Linked DNA regions of Mus musculus: regions 2 and 3 are each linked to region 1. Evidence: chromatin contacts called from public Hi-C data. All regions are on one chromosome and are shown on one strand. Each heading gives the region's core, a stretch centred on a gene start, on an enhancer-like site or on the middle of the called end of the contact. The rest is flanking DNA. Distances are from core to core; before and after follow the strand shown. Region 1 holds the start of Phox2b (paired-like homeobox 2b). Region 2 overlaps Limch1 (LIM and calponin homology domains 1). Region 3 has its middle 41 kb from the start of Phox2b.

Region 1 (4,296 bases), core at 1,221-3,720:
TCAGGAGCCTGGGTGAAGCTTCGAATGGCTTACACCGGTCACACACCTCAGACAGGCTTTGAACCTGGCCTTTGCCAAACCTAGGCCTTAGAGACTAAACGCATCCTAGACCCCCTAAATGTCTCTCCTGCAAGAAAAAAAAAAAAAAAAAAAAAAAAACCACTTAAAGCCCGTCTCAACCAGGCGCAGGCTGGCCGGTGTTAATCTGGCCTAACCTGGTCTAAACCCTGCGCTTTGGCATCGTCAGAGCGCTGGCCTGAGCTAAAACATCCCTTTGAGAAAAACCAACGACTCTGCCCTCCTTTCTGGCCTCAGCCCTAACTCCCAGGGAACGGAGAAACTTGGACAATCAGCGCCTTGTGCTTGTTGGCTTACCCCCCCACCTCTCTGAAGTGGAAGGCAGTGGGAGAAAACCAGCGAGGGAAATTCCATGTGGATCCGTGGGGTACACAGGCACCTCCCGGTCCAGATGCAGATTCATATTCATGAGGGAGCGATAAATAAAGACAAATTCGCGCAGTAATAACCCTTGGATTCGCATCCGTCTTTGCTGGCCTTTAGGTTCAGGGACTGAAGACAGATGTTTGTATCCCCTTTTCTCCTCTTGTCTGGTGACCATAAAGAAAAACCATTTAGAGTGTTGCAATTTGTTTCCCGCCGCAGTCAAACCTTGAACGCATTTATTTTCATCTTACCCTCGTGCACAAAAAAAGTGCACGTTGCTCACCAAGGGCCCTTCTTTATCAAATACGCATTGTACAGCGTACAACTGCAATAAAACTATCAGCTCTCCCCATAAAACTATCACCAGCTTCCTCGCTGGGTCTCCTTGCCTGAACTCGCCAGTTCAGCGCTCTTCCGTACAGAGGATGCGCAAACACCTGGGCCGAGGCTGAAAAGGCTGGGGGCCGGTGTCGCTGTGGGTTTAATCCATTACAGCGTCTGCAGCGGTTTAGTGTGCAATAAAGTAGGGTGGCAGTGGAGAGCGGGCGCCCATCCACTCCCCAGCACTAGCATCGAATTAAACCACTTAGTTTGGCAAACACTGAACGCCTAAATGCCCCTATAAAGACTTTATGAGTTTGTTACTTTAATTACTGACTTGTTACAGAGCACATAAAGGGGGTAATGAATGCAATAAAACTAATTATCTACACATTTAATTCATATAAAATATCCAGGGTTTGTTTACACCGCACGGCGATTCAACTAAGCATTTCCCCCCTCTTGTCCACCGAGAGGAAGGATTTAATGAAATATTTCCCTTTATTCTGCTAGAGTCTAACGAACCAAATGAAAATTACCCTCCGCTTAAATCATAGGGCCAAGGAGGTCCACAAATCACGGCTGGCTTCTTTGTCTGCGCCTTGTTGCCAGGACCCAAGAGCCCGAGGAATCGAACTAGGAAAGTGCGCTGCTTCGAGCCGTTGCCTTGTTTGCTTAAATTGCTCCGTGAAGTCCAAAAACCTAAAGGGCAAACAGGCAGCGATCCTCTTTGGGAAACTCCAAGTCTGGAGGGGATTGGGACGCGAAAGAGAGTGCGAGAGCAAAGGGCTGGAAAAGGAGACCCCCATTTGGGTACATTTCGTGCTGGGCTTGGTAGCTAGCGAGTGATTAAAACGAACCTCCACCACGGGAAGTTTCATACACGCCGATGCAAATCTGAACTAACGCAGGCAGACACAGCACTGCTAAGCGCAGAGAAACGTTCAGTAGGAAATCCAGATGTTTCACCTTTGAGAGCTTTACTCGGTTGTTTATTTTACTCTTGTAAAGGGGCTGTCTGCCCACGTCTTTGGAAAGCACATTAAGCTTCGAGGAGAAACACAATTGATAAGATGCTATTTTTTCCAACCCCTTGGACTAGGTGTATTTTAAAGAAATCCGCTTATTCTTATCGTTCACATAAAACCCTTTGGCCCACTTACGCTATGTTACAGGGCGCCTGAGTCTTGCCAATGTCCCAGTCCTTTATAGCATTTCATGCACTTCGGGGGAAGGCTTGTTGTTAAATTGAGCGTGTAACACTCTTACAAAACAGGTTTTCTATGACATCAAGGTTTCTTCTCCCTAACCAAGAAAAAAAAAAAAAAAAGGACGAAGAAGGGGGGAAACACACTATCTCAATTTATGCCTAAGGTATATGATCAGTTAAAAAGGCTTAAAAGCTCTTGGAAATTGGATCAGGGAAAATCGTCACCCAACTTTCATTATTTCCAAGTAGCGTGATTGAATTAAAGGGCAGGAGCTGGTTAGAAGGGAGGATCAGGGGCTCGGTGCGTAATGGTGTGGTATTAAATTCTAATTAGAGATGCAGGAATCAATGATAGGGAGGTTGGACAGCTCAGTTCCCCAGTGCCAGCCCAATAGACGGATGAGTTATTGTCATGTAAAAAGCGCCAGCAATAAGACCAACCGCTTTGCTATTGTCCAAGTGGAAAGAGCCAAGTTTATTATGAGGACTATATACTCTAGAGACCTCAGACAAGGCATCTCACAGGAGGCTTTTTCATAAAACTAGGCTCGGCTGGTAGTAAGGAGGCCAGTGTGGAGGCAGGCGTTGAGCAGTGCACATCTCCCCACTCCAGCCACCGTCTCCACATCCATCTTTTATTTCATTTTTCCACTTGGCTGAGCCATCCAGAACCTTTTCAATGTATAAAATGGAATATTCTTACCTCAATTCCTCTGCCTACGAGTCCTGTATGGCCGGGATGGATACCTCCAGCTTGGCTTCAGCATATGCAGACTTCAGTTCCTGCAGCCAGGCCAGTGGCTTCCAGTATAACCCGATAAGGACCACTTTTGGGGCCACGTCCGGTTGCCCGTCCCTCACGCCGGGATCCTGCAGCCTGGGCACCCTCAGGGACCACCAGAGCAGTCCGTACGCCGCAGGTAAGGACCGCTAGCTCTCTCAGCGGAAGAAGCTGCCTTTCCGCTCGTATATAGGAAGCCTTGATTGCATTTGAAAATGGAAATGTGTTTAGTATTTACCAAACGAAATTTGCTTACACAAATGAAAGAATTTATCACGTTAGAAGCGATTGCAGGGAGGGGTAATTCACTTACAGGGTTACACTATCCTAGTCACACCCGAACCGCCAACAAAATTATCTTAAGCTGCCAAAATGATAGGCATAATTTATTTACTTTGCGATGAGACGTAAAGCTTAGAAAATAATTAAATAACAAAGAGTAAAGCTCATTACTGGCGGTGTCTCTTTTTTTAAAAGAACCGACAGCGGCTCACACCTCTTTGGCCGGTCATTTTTATGATCATTTCTTGAATTTATTGGTTTTCTTTACAGCACTATCCCCCAACTTTGCGGTATCAAGTTCTGAGAATTGAAAAGTTGCAACAGTGGGCGTGAGTGGTTAACTTCGTTCCTGGCTTTCTGATATTCCAACTAATGATGGTTTTGGACTGTTTTCCTGCTGAATGAACTATCCTCCATTTGGGGCCTCAAACACTCTCCAACTTGCTATTTCATCTCACCCAAAGGCACTTGGGCCACAAAAACAGGCACAAAGTTACACTCGCGCCCCTGTTTCTGTATGATACTAATTTGCTGGGTTTTCTTGGCAGGTCGCCGTAACTAAAACCTCCTTCTAGAAGTGCCTGGTGTCTGTAGCGGCTCCCGGGCTATCTGACCTTGGTCCCCGCGTTCTGGTTCAGTGGCCCTTCACATCCTGACTGTTTTGCTCACTCTAGTCTCCTCTGTCATCCTCTAGTTCCATACAAACTCTTCACCGACCACGGCGGCCTCAACGAGAAACGCAAGCAGCGGCGCATCCGCACCACCTTCACAAGCGCGCAGCTCAAAGAGTTGGAGAGGGTCTTCGCTGAGACGCACTACCCTGACATCTACACCAGGGAAGAGCTAGCACTGAAGATCGACCTCACCGAGGCGAGAGTCCAGGTACGGGAGACCGAGTGCCGCAGCAGCAGTGAGGGGGTGGGTGCTGACGCTTACGGTTCCAAAGGGACCCAGGCCCGTCACAGAAATGGGATTTGGAGTGTTATGCGCACGAGCGGGGATGGGGGGTGGGGGCTAGGACACAGACTCTAGGTAATTTATTCACAACTGCAGTGTTTCCCACCAAAGCAGGGGTTTGGGAGTTTGAACGAACAAGGCTTTTTTGGAGAGAAGTGTCCCGTGAGAGGAAGATTGCATCCTCTACCTGTATCTATGTCAGCTTAATTGCGTGATTCGTTTGCCCACAGTGCCTCTTAACTCAAGCGCCCTTAAAAAATCTAGTGCCCCTGGCGCAAGGAGTAATTTCCTAGTAACCAGG
Region 2 (4,296 bases), core at 664-3,163, 55 kb after region 1:
GCTACGGAACGCATGCCACAGTGCTGTCCCACTTTAGAGGTGCACTGCCGCTGCCAAGGGTAACAAATTCCCTGGGGGTGGAACCCTTATTAGCCGAGTGGTTTGAGAGCAGAAGGGAAATGTAGGAGGGAGGCATTTGCCACAGAGAAGGTGGTACTAGGGGAGAGGTGGCATTCAGCTAGGTGCCAGCCCCTTCCAGAGGGACCAGACCAGCCTCTAAGTCATGCTCTGAGACTAGCTCCCAGAGACTGAGCCACCAGTCAAAGATCATACATGGGCTGGTCCATGGCCCCTGGCACATAGGTAGCAGAGGACTGCCTTGTCTGGTCTCAGTGAGAGAGGATGTGTCTGATTCTGTAGAGACTTGATGCTCCAGGGAAGGGGGAAGTTGGGGGGTGAGATGGGGAGGGTCGGTGGGTGATGGAGGTGAGTGAGGAAGCACCCTCTTGGAGGCAAAAGGGAGTGGGGATGGTGTGAAGAACTCTTGGAGGGGTCTGGGAAGAGGGGAGACAACATCTGGAATGTAAATAAATACATTTTAAAAAAAGACTAGCTGGGCCACAGGAATACATTTGGCAAATGGTAGAAACTGTATTTCACTCTGTTTTGTCTGATTTGTGAATTTCATTGACTGTTGCTTAGATTAGGGACAGAGTGAGTTATTTCAATCTCATACAAGTTGATGTCATAGCCAAGGGAGCTACCAATGAGAAAGAGAATAGAAATTCTAATTAAAAAAATGTATCTGCATCATGCAGAGAAAATGATGACCCAGATCCAGAAATAGACAGTTTGGCTTCAAAAATCAATGATATTCACTTGAAAGGTGCTCATGAGTAGGAAGAGAGGCTGGGATATACGGATTTATGATTCATTCACCTGACAGTAAACCAAGTGTAACAGCCTGCCTATAGCAGGAGAGCTGGCATGTTGGCACACGGTAGTGACCTCAGCACCAGGAGACTAAGGCAGAAGGACTTCAAGGGGATTGAGGCCAGCCTGGGCTACATGGTGAGACCTTTTTTCAAACAAAACAAAACACACCAAGGAACAACAGGGGCGAGCCAACAGACTTAATACAGGGCAGATGAGCCCTGGGCTTCTCAGATGGAGCCATCATTCCAAGGTCTCAGACAGGCTCAGTGTGAGAACTGAAATCTGACAGCTAGCCATGGCCACTTACTGGGTGGAATATATTCTATTAGGGCAATGTCTGAAACCCCATCACATAAAAATCATACGACTGCAAGAACAACAAAGATGCTTTAGATAAAGCCTTAAGGCCTACAAGGCTCAGAAGCCCCATTGTCTTCCAGCATCCAGTTGCAACTTCTTGTTACAATGTCTGCTTTTAGCAACAGAAAGTATCTGGAAAGACAAACTGCACAGATGTGGTTTTCTTCTTCTAGGAGGATTTTTTTTTCCTCCCAGAGGGACTCAGGGTCAGAGAGCTGCATCTTTAAAGCTGGACTTGACCTACACATCTGTCTACTATGCGAGGGGAGAGGATGTAAGGTTACAGGAGAGATTTCTCTGCGCAGGACAAGACCGGAATCCTGACATCAGCTTAGAGCAGAGAGCACTGTGTACATACCCTGAAACACTGAATGTGAAAGTAGAGATTCAGGGTCTCGATGATCATCGCAGCACCTTTACCCAAAGTGAGCCCGCAGGAGGAGCACAGTTTCTTCCCGCTTATAGACCTGGGGCGGGGGGCGGGGGGAGGCACAGTGAGTACAATGAGAAATGAGAGCCTTGGCTCGCGCCACAGGCAGCCGCATGCAAAAATGGCAACATGGATTTTTAAATAAACCATTAATAAAATGAGAACCATCGAACTGACAGTGGATACAGAATTAAGCAGAGCCATACACTGCCAGCAAGCTGAAGGTGACAGGTCATCACGTGGTGCTGAATCTGCTGTGTCTGGGGCATGCTGAGATGACTCAACATACGACGTGTCTCATGTTTAAGGAAGTCCTAATGACACGAAGATTTAGCTTTACCAAGTGTATTAGTCAGGGTTCTCTAGAGTCACAGAACTTATGGATAGTCTCTAGATAGTAAAGGAATTTATTGATGACTTACAGTCGGCAGCCCAATTCCCAACAATTGTTCAGTCGCAGCTGTGAATGGAAGTCCAAGGATCTAGCAGTTACTCAGTCTCACGCAGCAAGCAGGCGAAGGAGCAAGGGCTCGAGCTAGACTCCCTTCTTCCAATGTCCTTATATTGTCTCCAGCAAAAGGTGTAGCCCAGATTAAAGGTGTGTTCCACCACACCTTTAATCCCAGATGAAAGGCATAGCCAGATTAAAGGTGTGTTCCTTAACTCGGAGATTCAATCTTCTGGAATCCATAGCCACTATGGCTCAAGATCTTCAAACCAAGATCCAGATAAGGATCTCCAAGCCTCCAGATAAGGGTCACTGGTGAGCCTTCCAATTCCGGATTGTAGTTCATTCCAAATATTGTCAAGTTGACAACCAGGAATAGCCACTACAATCCACCCCTTGTCAACTTGACACAAATAATATCTCATGTTCACATGAAACAATAACAAGGTTGTAAATACGCCTAACATGATATAACTATCCCTCGTACAATCGCAAACGCAGTAAATTTACAATGGGCATTCATATTACTTTATAATCCTCGTTTCTGCAACTGGTTACGTGGCCTTAATTGGTATTTATAACTACCTTCCTCTACTACCCATTCTGTATTTCCTTCACCTTCAGCCAGCACCTCAGCAGGTCTTGGCTCTTTTCCTGGAGGATTGACCCATACCTTCATTCCTGATGGGTCTGCGTCCTTTGTCATCCTGCTTGGATTAGGCTGTTGTAGTTTCCCATTGACTTTAATCACAGGACATGGTAGTACTAAGAGACGCCCTAAGGGATCTCCTGCACTCCAGACATAATCTTGCTTACCACCATTGTGAAGAGGTAATCCAATTTCCCCATGGTAATCTGGATCTATCACCCCTCCTAACACTGTTATTCCTTTTTTAGCCTGTTGGTTTAAGGGCATTAGAAGCCCAAAATGACCAGGGGGAAGTCTGAGCTTCCAGTTCAATGAAATGTTTGTTGTAGCTCCTGGTAGGAGCACTCCCCTCTCTGGAGCCAAAACTTCTAAGCCAGCAGAACCTAGAGTTATGGGGACAGGAAGCAAAAATTTTCCTAGAGGGTCACTAGGAGTGATAGTAAGTGGAACTATTCCGTTTTCCACCCCTTGATTCCTGGACCCATGAATCCTGGCTATGGGTGAAACTGTACCATATATCGAGCGCTGATTCAAAGCATATACTGCCTTCTGAAGAACTCTGCCCCAGCCTTCCAAGCTGTTACCACCTAATTGGCGCTGTAACTGCGTCTTCAAAAGGCCATTCCATCTTTCTATCAGCCCAGCTGCTTCAGGATGATGGGGAATGTGGTAAGACCAGTGAATTCCATGATCGTGAGCCCACTGTCGTACTTCTCTGGCTGTGAAATGAGTTCCTTGGTCAGAAGCAATACTGTGTGGAATACCATGACGATAGATGAGGCATTCTGTCAGTCCGTGAATGGTGGTTTTAGCAGAGGCATTACGTGCAGGAAAGGCAAATCCATAACCAGAATAAGTATCTACTCCAGTAAGAACAAAACGCTGTCCTTTCCACGAAGGAAGTGGTCCAATGTAGTCAACCTGCCACCAGGTTGCTGGCTGGTCACCTCGAGGAATGGTGCCATATCTGGGGCTCAGTGTTGGTTTCTGCTGTTGGCAGATCTGGCAATCAGCAGCAGCTGTAGCCAGGTCAGCCTTGGTGAGTGGAAGCCCATGTTGCTGAGCCCAAGCATAACCTCCATCTCGACCACCATGGCCACTTTGTTCATGTGCCCATTGAGCAATGACAGGGATGGCTGGGGAGAGAGGCTGACTGTCCACAGAACGGGTCATCTTATCTACTTGATTATTGAACTCCTCCTCGGCTGAAGTCACCTTTTGGTGAGCATTTACATGGGACACAAATATCTTCACATCCTTTGCCCATTTTGAGAGATCTATCCACATACTTCTTCCCCAGATGTCTTTCTCACCAATTTTCCAATTGTGATCTTTCCAAGTCCCTGACCATCCAGCCAATCCATTGGCTACAGCCCATGAGTCAGTGAATAATCGTACATCTGGCCACTTCTTCTTACAAACAAACTGTAATACCATGTGTACTGCCCGAAGTTCTGCCCACTGTGAAGATTTCCCTTCACCTGTGTCTTTCAAGGTTGTCCCAGAAAGGGGTTGTAATGCTGCAGCTGTCCA
Region 3 (4,296 bases), core at 1,338-3,837, 41 kb before region 1:
CAGGTTGGCTTGCTAGCTCTCCCTTCTTCCTTTCTCCAGAAGTTTTTGTTTTTCTAGATTCACCAACCTAGGCCCTTTTGTTTGAAGGATAATGGGACAGTAGCAACCCTCAGGTGATCTTTTGCTCCAGACAGAGAATCTAGCTGGAGAAAAGCAGACAGGGCAGGAGTCCTTTATGGTGGTTCTCTGTGTGTGCTTAAAGTCATAGTTAGGAGCCAGTTTATTCTCTCTTATATTTATAAATATATATTAATATATATACACATATATTTATATATATGATATATATGTATCATATATATTTTCAATATATGATATATCTGTGTATCTTATGTTTCCAAAAGATATATCTATGTATATCTACATTTATACCTCTCCCTCTCCCTCTCCCTTTCCCTCCCCCTCTCCCTCTCTCTTTCTCTCTCTTTCTCTCTCTTTCTCTCTCTCTCTCTCATCCAGAACAGAAGAGAGGGATCCTGGGAGGCCTCCCATAAGAACATAAGAATCTGCAGTTATGTATTATCTGTGTGGTTGATATTTACAATGGAGTGTAGTTGTAGGGGAGCTAGGAACACACACACACACACACACACACACACACACACACACACACACACACACACACTCATGCATGCAAACAAAAGTACTCAGAATCCTAAGACAAGAGGATCAGAAGTTCAAAGCCAGTTCATGCTACATATCAAGTCTCCATCTCAAAAAAAAAAAACCCCACATATAATAAACATACACATGTGTAGTATATTCTCATTGGTACAATAGAAAATACTTTTCTAAAACCAGGGTGATATGGGAAATATTCTGAGATAAAAAATACCAGGACAAATAATGTCACTGAGTTTCAAAGTGATCTTGTTTCTTTAAAACATGTCTTTTGGATAAAAAACAAACAATAAACGACTTATCTCCTTATAGCAGGAAGTGATTTTAGGGTTAAACAACACCCTTTGTCAAACGTCTGAGTCATGGATTTTATTCTTTTACGAGATTTCTTACCTGCCAGTCGCTCACTGAGTTTCCTCTTTCAGAGATTAAATTCTGTCATTCCCCTGTGACAGAAGCAGAAGATCATTTCTTTTTCTAGAATTTAGATTCAGAAAGTTGCAACTGTTTATTTCAGTTCATTGAGCAGTCAGAAAAGATTGTAAATGGTGAATCGTTTCTAGAACCTGTTTGATGTAGAGGTTTTTAGCTCCCCAGTAACACTTTGGCTAGTTACTCAGTGATTGAGTAACCCCCGATCCACTGTGCACACAGCCTCTCTGGATGGATGCGTTGCTCGTGTCTCATCTGCAAGCCCTCAAAACTCAGGATCATTTTTTAATTTCTCCCAAATTAGAACTTGGCTCCTGCATGTGCTTTATTTGCAGTTATTTAAAAATTCTGTGTACATGTATAAACTCCCACTTGCTCTCATTTCGTGTCTCTGCCACTTTCGCGAGCAGTTTTTACCAGAAAAGCTCTGTCACCCGAAACAACCCAGCCTCGTTTTCTAATTCTCTTTTAATGGTCTGTGTTCCGAGTTTAATTTCAGAATGGATTGCTCACATTTCGCTTACAAATCTCCCTTCTAATCGTTGTTATTAATATCACAATTTGGTTGCAATATCTGTAAGAGCACAAACTGTGTCCTCTTAAAGATGCATTTGCCAGCCACTGAACTGCATGCGTTTCAATTACCACTCTGCCTCATAATTATTAATATTAATATCACAATTGCTATCGTAACATCCATAAGACTGCAGAGGGTGTCTTGTCAAGGGTGCATTTACAAACAGCTTTTGCAGTTCGTGCTTAAGGGAAAAAAAAAAACATTCCAGACTTTATCTAAATTCAACTTCCCCTACAATTTACATTAGACAACACACTCCATCAATAAAGCTATCAAAATGATCTACTGTGTTGTAGACAAAAGTTATTGTGTCAAGTTGACACTAATCAGTTAATTCCAGTAAACCTTCAGATAAACAAAAGCTTGTTGTCTGTTCCTGATGCGTATGATGGGCCCCATGTCCGTCCCTATGGTTATAGCATCTATAGAGATGTAGCTGGCAGACATGTGCCCTAAGGCATGTATATGGAAACCCAGACAAGATCTATAGCTAATGATGTTGACCCTGACTCCCCCAACAGAGATTGAATTCAAGTCCTCATAATATCTAGACAGCTGATATGTATACTGTGCTAATAATATTAACAATTACTATGCCACTGGGATTCCCTGAGCCCTGGCTTAGAAAAAACAAACAACAAAAACCCAACTATTTTAAAGCTTCTTCCTTTACATAATTTCCCCCCTTGTGCCATCACTATAACTATTTCTCTATGAAGACAAGGATTCGTTTCTGAATAAAAGAAGACCTTTTAAAAAAATATGGAATGTTCATGTTAATTAGCAATGCCGCGCATGTTAGGCATCTTCCGGGAAAAGCTTGAGAATTTCATCGGTGGTCTGAAGAAACTATTACAGGCATCGCATCACTGGCAGACCGACTGAGCGCACACTGAGGAAAGAGACAGCTTGGCCTGTTATTGTTGAGGAGGGTCAGGAGAGGGCATCGGGAATGACACCAGGCTTTCACTGGTGTCATTCCGCTGTCTCTGGGGCCCCGGAAAGCACCCTGCCAGTTCTGTTTGACTGGTGAGCTAGCTGGAAATGCAGGCTGACGCAGCCTTTTCGCTCCCCTCCCTGACTCTCTTTCTCCTTCCATTGCAAATAAATGGGAAAGGCCGGGGCAGACTCCCAGGCCACAGGGAAGCTTGGGATGAAATGTTGACAGGGGGCACTGTTAAAAATTAAATTCCGCCCTGTTTTGTGTATCATTCCTGTGAGTCACAGTCGTGAATGGTAGCGAGAGATTTAATGATCGAATATTCTTTATCTTATTTCCCTTTGGTCGATGGCAATTTTTTTCTGTTAATGTCAACTTAGAGCTCAAAGTAATTTAGTAATTGATTCTAAGCGCAGCCGTTCGCCAATGGCAGCTCTCCATTTGTGGGGGATAGCTTTGCTAATTTTATCCATCAGAATGAGATTACCATGCTAATCTCTCCCAGCCTCACATCTCTTGGTCATTTGGGACCTGCTGAGGCAAATGACTTATTAGACACAAGGGCTCCGTCCATTCCCGGGATCAGGAAAAGATGATAGGAAGCCAAGATAAGGACATTAGCATGCCCTAACACACACAGATGGCATGCGTGCCTGACACTAAAATCAGGAAACCCTGAACTGGAAGCCTGAATAAGAAATTACTACAAAGGAAAAGCACAATGGATCAAAACATTACGTTTCCTGATGGGCAAGAACAAACAGTTAAGGCAGAGCAGATGTATCTGGGGACACATAATTGGAAACCTAAATACTTCCTGGGCCAGGGAAGCCCGGCCAGTCCAAGGCAGGTGGACCGAGGGAGGTTCCTTAATAACATTAAGTGGTAGAAACCCAAAAGGGCTGTGCTAACAAAAAGATTGAGGCTCAGTCTACAGACAATCTGCTCTACTGCACCGAATGAATGGCTCCCTGCTGCCCGTTAGCCATTGGTTATTTGTTTAATTTAATTACAATGCTCGAAGCAGCGTGAGCTGGGTGCGATAAAAATAGCCTGGTTTGGGGTTGTACATGCACAGTAGGATATTGTATAGTACAATGGGCCCAGTCGGTGAGAGGAAATGGGCCCATGCTGAAAGGTTTCACAGAATTTTTGAAAAAACAAAACAAAACAAAAACCTGTTTGAATAATTCAGGTAAAGAAGGTGTTTAAAGAAAGAAAAATAATAATATATGAGTGTATGTTGTAGCTGGGTGAATGTTTAATGATGAGAGCTATACCTCTAGAGAACACATTTATGATGCCCGTTGGCCGATCATACAGGAAAATCTTGGTACTAAGCCTATCAGGAAGCCCTGTTGTTTTGCTTGTTGAGAGAAGGGCAGAGAGATCGGTATCATGAGCATTTTAATCTCAAAACACAAAGCCTCATTCCCAAGACACATCACAGAAATCCACGCCAGAGCGATTTCCAGTTCCTTCTCGTTTGTCCTGTTATTTCAAGTGTCTTCCACTTTAAATCCATTGTGTGATGGTGTCAGATGTTACTCTGTCGTAGTATAACGGAGGAGCAGTCTTTTGCCTGGCAGTGTCCTCGAACTTCACCTTAGCCCTCCCAAGTCAGGACTTTTTCCTGCCTTGTTCACTGTCCATAATCCTGTTCCTGGTCTCAGTAAAAACTTATTTCTAAAAATAGTATAAAAGAACTGGGAGGTCTACAGTGAGA

The links. A called contact is a pair of places that touch in the nucleus more often than the background predicts.
Region 2: a contact with region 1 is called in a Hi-C map of the N1E-115 cell line, with 8 times the contacts expected there. The contact joins the enhancer-like site here to the promoter of Phox2b in region 1. A contact is called at or near these places in 4 of 39 promoter capture datasets (hippocampal neurons, liver, macrophages and 1 more), 1 of 15 datasets of contacts at CTCF or cohesin (stem cell-derived epiblast-like cells), 33 of 484 Hi-C or Micro-C datasets (the N1E-115 cell line, adipose-derived mesenchymal stem cells, cerebellum and 13 more), 5 of 115 datasets of contacts at active chromatin or transcription factors (embryonic fibroblasts, embryonic hindbrain, embryonic stem cells and 1 more) and 2 of 9 other capture datasets (adipose tissue and pancreatic islet).
Region 3: a Hi-C map of the N1E-115 cell line shows a contact between it and region 1, with 7 times the contacts expected there. The contact joins the enhancer-like site here to the promoter of Phox2b in region 1. A contact is called at or near these places in 3 of 39 promoter capture datasets (the HPC-7 cell line, hippocampal neurons and macrophages), 4 of 484 Hi-C or Micro-C datasets (the N1E-115 cell line, cerebellum and embryonic stem cells), 2 of 115 datasets of contacts at active chromatin or transcription factors (both in embryonic stem cells) and 2 of 9 other capture datasets (adipose tissue and liver).

What each region holds. Positions count from the first base shown.
Region 1 is chr5:67,097,300-67,101,595 of GRCm38.p6, reverse strand. It overlaps Phox2b (paired-like homeobox 2b), which reads left to right and starts at 2,470. Exons shown (of 3, transcript NM_008888.3): 1 at 2,470-2,895; 2 at 3,733-3,920. The coding sequence starts at 2,655. Gm33167 (predicted gene, 33167) reads right to left here and starts at 2,916. Exons shown (of 4, transcript NR_166599.1): 1 at 2,679-2,916.
Region 2 is chr5:67,041,753-67,046,048 of GRCm38.p6, reverse strand. Limch1 (LIM and calponin homology domains 1) reads right to left here. Exons shown (of 26, transcript NM_001001980.3): 24 at 1,595-1,703. Among named protein-coding and RNA genes, the nearest start is that of Gm33040, 44 kb to the right of the region's middle. Within about 2 kb of position 1,913, at least 15 of the 459 cell types and tissues checked have an H3K27ac peak or open chromatin away from gene starts, as enhancers often do. A contact at or near this core is called in the N1E-115 cell line, where this site is marked.
Region 3 is chr5:67,138,107-67,142,402 of GRCm38.p6, reverse strand. No RefSeq gene overlaps it. Among named protein-coding and RNA genes, the nearest start is that of Phox2b, 41 kb to the right of the region's middle. Within about 2 kb of position 2,587, at least 8 of the 459 cell types and tissues checked have an H3K27ac peak or open chromatin away from gene starts, as enhancers often do. A contact at or near this core is called in the N1E-115 cell line, where this site is marked.